Regions from separate parts of the Bicyclus anynana genome. Here region 1 is linked to region 2. A link is a contact called in public Hi-C data. All regions are on one chromosome and are shown on one strand. The core of a region is the stretch at or near the end of the contact, and the rest is flanking DNA. Distances in the headings are between cores, read along the strand shown. Region 1 holds the start of LOC112044951 (epimerase family protein SDR39U1). Region 2 holds the start of LOC112044916 (gamma-glutamyl hydrolase A).

Evidence for each region. A called contact is a pair of places that touch in the nucleus more often than the background predicts.
Region 1: a contact with region 2 is called in a Hi-C map of whole body, with 3 times the contacts expected there. The contact joins the promoter of LOC112044951 here to the promoter of LOC112044916 in region 2. A contact is called at or near these places in 2 of 2 Hi-C or Micro-C datasets (whole body and whole larva).

The regions. Positions count from the first base shown.
Region 1 is chr15:3,402,040-3,405,617 of ilBicAnyn1.1, reverse strand. It overlaps LOC112044951 (epimerase family protein SDR39U1), which reads left to right and starts at 2,172. Exons shown (of 4, transcript XM_024080965.2): 1 at 2,172-2,405; 2 at 3,154-3,388. The coding sequence starts at 2,281. It overlaps LOC112044941 (programmed cell death protein 5), which reads right to left and starts at 1,327. Exons shown (of 3, transcript XM_024080958.2): 1 at 1,130-1,327; 2 at 247-355. The coding sequence starts at 1,195.
Region 2 is chr15:3,261,093-3,264,237 of ilBicAnyn1.1, reverse strand. LOC112044916 (gamma-glutamyl hydrolase A) reads left to right here and starts at 1,810. Exons shown (of 7, transcript XM_052885863.1): 1 at 1,810-1,959. The coding sequence starts at 1,912. LOC112044919 (COP9 signalosome complex subunit 1) reads right to left here and starts at 842. Exons shown (of 4, transcript XM_024080927.2): 1 at 761-842; 2 at 527-605; 3 at 1-422. The coding sequence starts at 538.

The DNA.
Region 1 (3,578 bases), core at 923-3,422, 140 kb before region 2:
ATTTTAACAGTCCACTACAGGGACAGGCACCCCTTCTTTTCTTTTTGGCTTTTAAAATTTAGTAATACACAATTTTTACCTTGACTTACAACAGAAATCTTTTACTTGTTTTTATTAAAATTTGTTTATTTCAGACCCTTATTCCAAGTACTATATGAAACGAATATTGTTTAAATTATTATTTTTTATATCAATCAACTAGCCTATTAAGAGCGAGCACTAAGTAGAATATTTAAAAGCATTTACATCGTGCTCTGGCATCTTGACTAAGTGCTTGTGCCAGAATTGAGTGTTTTGCTTCTTCCATTGCTTGCATCCGTTCTTCCTGCGCCTTAGCTTGATTTGGATCACCACCCTGAAGATTAATGTAACACTAATTTTAGTACCATTGGTTTATAGAAAATACCCCTGATAATTACGATTTAGACCTACTACTTAGTGATAGAGCAGATTAGCATTAGCATCATAATGTCTTAAAATCAAAAATCTTAAAATAATGAAAATAAATTTGATTAATAAAGAATAATTAGATCTAGATAATATATATTTTTGGATAACATTTATTATGGAAATAAACAATGTATATATATAAAAATGAATTGCTGTTCGTTAGTCTCGCTTAAACTCGAGAACGGCTGAACGGCTTTATCTTATCTTGGTCTTGAAATGTTCGTGGAGGTATAGGGAAGGTTTAAAAGGTGAGAAAAATTAGAATAATTGCTGGGAAAACCATAAAATCAACCCTTTTCTATTTCCCATATAAACGTTTGAGTTTTAAGTAGGGGTAGGAGTAGGGTAGAGGTAGAGTAGGGGTAGGGTAGGGGAAGTGTAGGGGTAAGGTAGGGATAGGGTAGGGGAAGGGTAGGTGTTGAGTAATGTAGTGTAGGGATAGGGAAGAAGTGCACATAAGTCAAAGCGAAGCTTGACGGGTCCGCTAGTTTTAAATAAATAATAGTTTATTGGTTATATTAATAAAATTTCATATAACAAACTATACTTCCACATCAGCGAATTTCTACAATTTAGGCATGTTAAGGCCGAACAATTAATAGGGTTTAAACAGGGAAATTATTTTTATATTATGTGTTTTTAGCTGTTAATGACATCAACCTCATGCAAGCTAACTTACCCCATGTTGGGCCTGTAATTGTGCCAAGCGCTGCTGCCTTATTTTATCCAACTCTGGATCAGCCATTTTCTTAAATAGGATTTAGCTAAATTTAAATAACTCAGTAAATAGTTTTAATATTAAAGAATAGATAAAAAGAAAACTGAAGAAAATGATGAGAAAAAGCACAGACCGCAGACGTCAATATTCAAAGTCAAAGTCAAAGTCAAAAGCCATATTAATTTACTCTTTGTCAAAAGCACAGAATACACAATTACACAGAATAATAAATACAAAAGTACAATTTTTTTTATAATTATGGATCTGGGCTCTAAGCTCTAGTCCTTTTGCACAGGTGAGTACATAATATTACGGCTAACTGTGCTCTCAAACCACAGAACACTAATACTCCTCAAACACAGTTCAACTGATGACAGATGTCAGATTATATTTATTTAGAAATAATTTAGTAATAAGTAATAAGTATTACAAATACAATACAACACGATCCCATTCCGATTTCCGATCAGATAACGCACGCCATTAACGATCAATTATTCTCAAGATTCTGCAGCACCCACGACTATAACTGATCGTGTATTTGTCAGGCTCGACCTATGAAACGTCTTCGCTGCCGTTTGCGTTGCGCTGCAGAAACGTGAAAATAATTGACCGTCAAAGGCTGACTTAATTACTATAATTAGTTTATCGGCCGGTAAAATGTTTATTGAATGTTAAATTTTAATAGATGTATGTCGAATTACATATTTATGTTGTAATTACGTGTTAGTTTGTTTAGTTTTTAAAGGGAGCTATTTAAATAATTCCTATTTAACTTCATAGGAACCTAAGAAGATTACATAACCTCAATTAATAAAAATGGCAACTAGCACAGTATTAGTTGGTAAGCTTTAATATTATTGATATCTCTATCACCGTGATATTCATTAACATGAAAACTATAAATATGACCAAAAATAACAAGAAGTTGCATTGTACAAGTTGTGTTAAATTCAGTTAAATGTAGGTCAATAAAGTTACTTTTTTAACTGTTATTTTTCTATATTATAAGTTTTATTTTATTTATATCAGGTGGGGGAACAGGCTTTGTAGGGAAACGACTGAATAAGCTTCTTAAGGCAAGCAATTATAATGTTGTGAATGTATCTCGAATGCCAGCTGCCACTAGCATATCTTGGACTGCAGTAGAAAGTTCTGGATTGCCACCGGACACCACTGCTGTTGTGAATCTTGCTGGACAACACTTTATGGATTTTACAAAATCATGGACGCCAGGGTAAGTCCATCATATAGTACACACAGCCACAAACAACACACATCAACTATAAATTGCATTAATTTATATATAACCATAGTCATATTTACTAGAGGACTCTGTGCACATGAGGACAATGACCTCATTATTCATATGTGCACTAGAGTCCCATTCTCTTTCATAGTTACCCGACTATGAAAGAGAATGAAAGGTACGTTCTCCAATTTCAAAAGTATGTAGGGATTTCAAAATTGCTATATAATAGACGTAAATATGCCTTGCCTACCCTGAAGACTCATTACGAACCGTGCGTTGTGGAAGGAATTTCCCATTTTGTATAATTTGTACATAAAGTGCATACCCTAGTTAAAATCGTTATGCACGCCACTGATAGCAGGCTGTGTGGGCAGACTGTGTATTCTGTGCCTGTCTAAAAAGTTACGAAAGTTGCACAGATTGTTAGAATACTTTATGCGACTGTCTCATGTACACTTTGGTGTTAAGCCAGGGCATGTAGCCATGTGCCACGTTGATTATCTTTCTACAAATGCTAACACTTTGAAAATTGAAAAATGTATGGGAATGACATTTGCTATCGACATGCCACATGATCAAGTAATCAATCAGATCTGTCATTCACATACATTTTGTTAGTTTTCAAAGCGAAAAGTTAGTATTTGTAGAAAGAAAATTGATGTGCCACATGACTATAAGCCCACATCCACATAATAAACATGTCACTAAGGTACTTATGTTTGATATGTTTCAGATTTAAACAGAATGTGTATAACTCTCGGATTTTCACAACGAGATCATTAGCCACAGTTATAAATAAGAGTCAAAAAAAACCCAAGGTGTTTGTGTTAGTAACTGGTGTTGGGGCTTACGAGCCTTCTGAAACAAACAGATATGATGAGTCAAGCCCTTCAACAGGGCAAGATTTCTTTTCAAAATTACTTGTTGACTGGGAAAAAGCTGCTTATGTTGATCCACCTGTGAGACCTGTAAGTGGTAAGATTGGTTATTCTACAACCACATAATATTGACTATATTTTTTAATAATTGACAATATGGATAACATTCCACTATGGATACTATTAAAGTAACTACTACTTAAAAGTTGCACTACATTTGTCTGCAATGAAGATTGCTAAATGTAGTGCTGTTCAAAGAAAAGTCATTTGAAACCTGAAA
Region 2 (3,145 bases), core at 561-3,060:
ATAGAATTTGTTTTGTAATTCTTAAGATCTGTATCTAATTTTTCCAACTTTATGGCAGCCTTTTTAGTTTTTGATTCCACCCATATGGAGTCGAGCACAGGGATGTCCTGTGAGCCCATCTGCACGGCTACATCCGGCAGACCAGCTGACGCTATGGCTTCAGCGAGCTTCTTGTGAAGTGTTTGGTAAAGACTTACATTATATGTAGTCATGACGTATGATATAGCCATTTTGAGAGCTTCTAATCTTAAAGAAGGGCAGTGGTCTGCTACAAACATGAGTCTGTACAACTTAGCAAACCCAGTATATGATGCAGCATATGTTTCCAAGTCTAATGTAGGATTCTCTACGACATAACACTCTGTTTCATTGTTCTCATTGTCTTCAAGTGGAACGTCCACTTGCATAGGTTCCGCCGTATTCTGAAAAAGGAACAAAGTGATACGAGTGTAAACCTTAATCATTCACGAGTTCTAATCATCGCTTTCATAACAAGATGTTTATACATAAAAAGGACATTTCTTACCATTTCGTACATCTTATTTCAATAAACTTGAATTACAAAAGAAAATACGCGAATTTCCTTGTCAACGCAGGAAACCAACCTAGAACACAACGTATTTTTTAAACGCCTTGTTTATAAAAAATGAGTTCATTATCTCGTTCTCTTGTTATCTCAATTAACGTCACTTCACTTTAACTATGTGTTTAAATATATTACAGAAGATATAAACGAGAACGACAATATTTATTAGAGTACCTTTAACATTACGTTTCTTTTTTGCAGCGGCATTTTTCTTTTTTGACGAGGTATCTTCAATGTTGCCCAGTGAAATAATCACAAATGTGACTGTAGATAATAAAAATAATTTTGTAATTGAGAACAAGATATTGCGCCTTACGCCAACAACACACGGTCAAGTTTTCGATCAAGTCTGCTTAAACCTAGTTCGCACTACTTTATTATTTTAGTCGAGTACGGACGAGTTTTGGGCGGTAAATCCAAAAATTGTTCGTATACGACTAAAATACTAAAGTAAAGGATGTGGGCAGTGAAAAAAAAATCAAAATAATGTTTATAGCATTCTCAAAAAATAGTATACTATCTTAAACATGAATTCTGTAAATAATCGATTCGTTATTCGGTGACATGATGCGTGGCCGTTTTTTCAGATCTTATGATTTATCTTGTCTGACAAGTTTAACTAAAGCCCGATTTACACTTGTCTAACGTGTCGTGTCGTGACGCATCAGAACAAAACATCAGAAGCCATCACGACATGTCACAACACATATATTTAAACGTTGCCATATCTAATGTATGATATATATGTACGATTCTTTTCTGATGCGTCACGACACGACACGTTAGACATATATAAATCCGGATTTACTTCGTCTACGAATATTTGGCCTTGACTACGATCACACCTGATGTTAAGTGATGATGCAGTTGAAGATGTAAGTGAGCTTACTTGGAAGAGGTACAATTACCAGCGCTTTCAACTCGGCATCGTAGCAGAACGCTTGGCAGTTCGTTTTTCCAGTAGGGTACTACAGTAGGGTGACTAGCTACGGCCTGCTACCAGGACTAGACCTAAGCCAATTCAAAAGTTATAAAATCCCAAACTGACCCAATCTGGGAATCAAACCTAGGACCTATCTGTTGAGAACCACGTCAATATTAACTGCGCTAGAGAGGTCGTCAAAATATAGGTGTTATAGTATCTGCATTTTAAAAAACACGCATGCGCTCTGTTAACTTTATTGATCCTTATTGTTTGCTTACAATAAACGTTTTGCAGTTAATTGAGACTACGAGTATATCAGAATGTGACGTGATAGTGATATTCTTTTGTCCATTTCTAATGATATTCATTTTAATACTAAGAGATCTGTAATATAATAATAATGAGTGGCAACAAAAGCTTAGATTATCCAGCAAAAATTATATCTGAGGTTGGTTTTTTAGTTCTGTCAAATTACAACAACACTGTTTCTATAATCTGTGAATTTGTCTAAGACCGTCTATGGTAAGAGGAATGAAAGGAATACTCTCGGTCTCGGAAAAGTTGATTAGTGTTAGCAATAACTCAAACAAATTAAATAAACTATAGAATCGATTGTTCCTTGATGTAATAGTTTTAGTCATATTAAGAGCTTCCTAAATATGCCGGTTTCTGCGGCTTCTGTAGTTAAGTGGCATAAACATGGTCTACAACTTTTTGTTTAGTAAAACATGAAATTAGCAAACTAGAAAGCAAGTATTTTCATCAAGGTTTATTAAATGCTATGTATATAATAAAATACAATGTTGCGAAATCTCGGCTGGCGTTTTTATTGAAGCAATAAATGGACTTTTTTGTTCATTGCTTCTCTGTCTACAATTTAATTTTTCATAACTATTAAAACACTAGGTAAAAATACCTAGTGTTTTAATGGTTTCGCTCCCTTGTCTACAAATTAAACATTGACAATACAGTAAAAGTGTTCAAAACAGCTATTAAAACACTAGGAATTAAATTAATATCCGGTGTAGGCTGTTTAATAAATAAGGTCTATGTCATGTAATATTGTCAAATGTCAATATGACACAAGTTAAAAAGAATTTTTAAATCGTAGACAGAGAAGCATGAAACAAAAAAAAAATCCTTGAAATGTTAAAGGCTTTCTACAAACACGACTATGCGAAGATTACTAACAATCTGTCAGGGTGTGAGTTACAAGCATGTTGCCATAATAAAAAAACCTAATTAATATTGTCAGCTAATGAAAAAAATACAATAATAAAAAAAACGGGTTCCAAAAAAAAATATTTTAGGTTTTAAGCCCATAAATTTTATGGTTTTTTATGATAAATATAATTTGTTCTGCTTAGTTGACACTCGGAATAAAGGCCCAACCTCCATAAAAAAATGTCCTTTAGCTACTCCCCTGAGCACACTCATGCACAATTTTGTGTTTAATTCCAATTTATATTTATGTATTTACAGTTTAAGTTCCATAACACACAACTTGACATGGTATACAATATTTAGGTATTATTTGTTTGAATTGTTTGCCACAGTTTTAACGCACTAGTGACATATCTCTATTATTATAAAATCTTTGAACACAAATTAGACAGTATATAATGTATCATCTA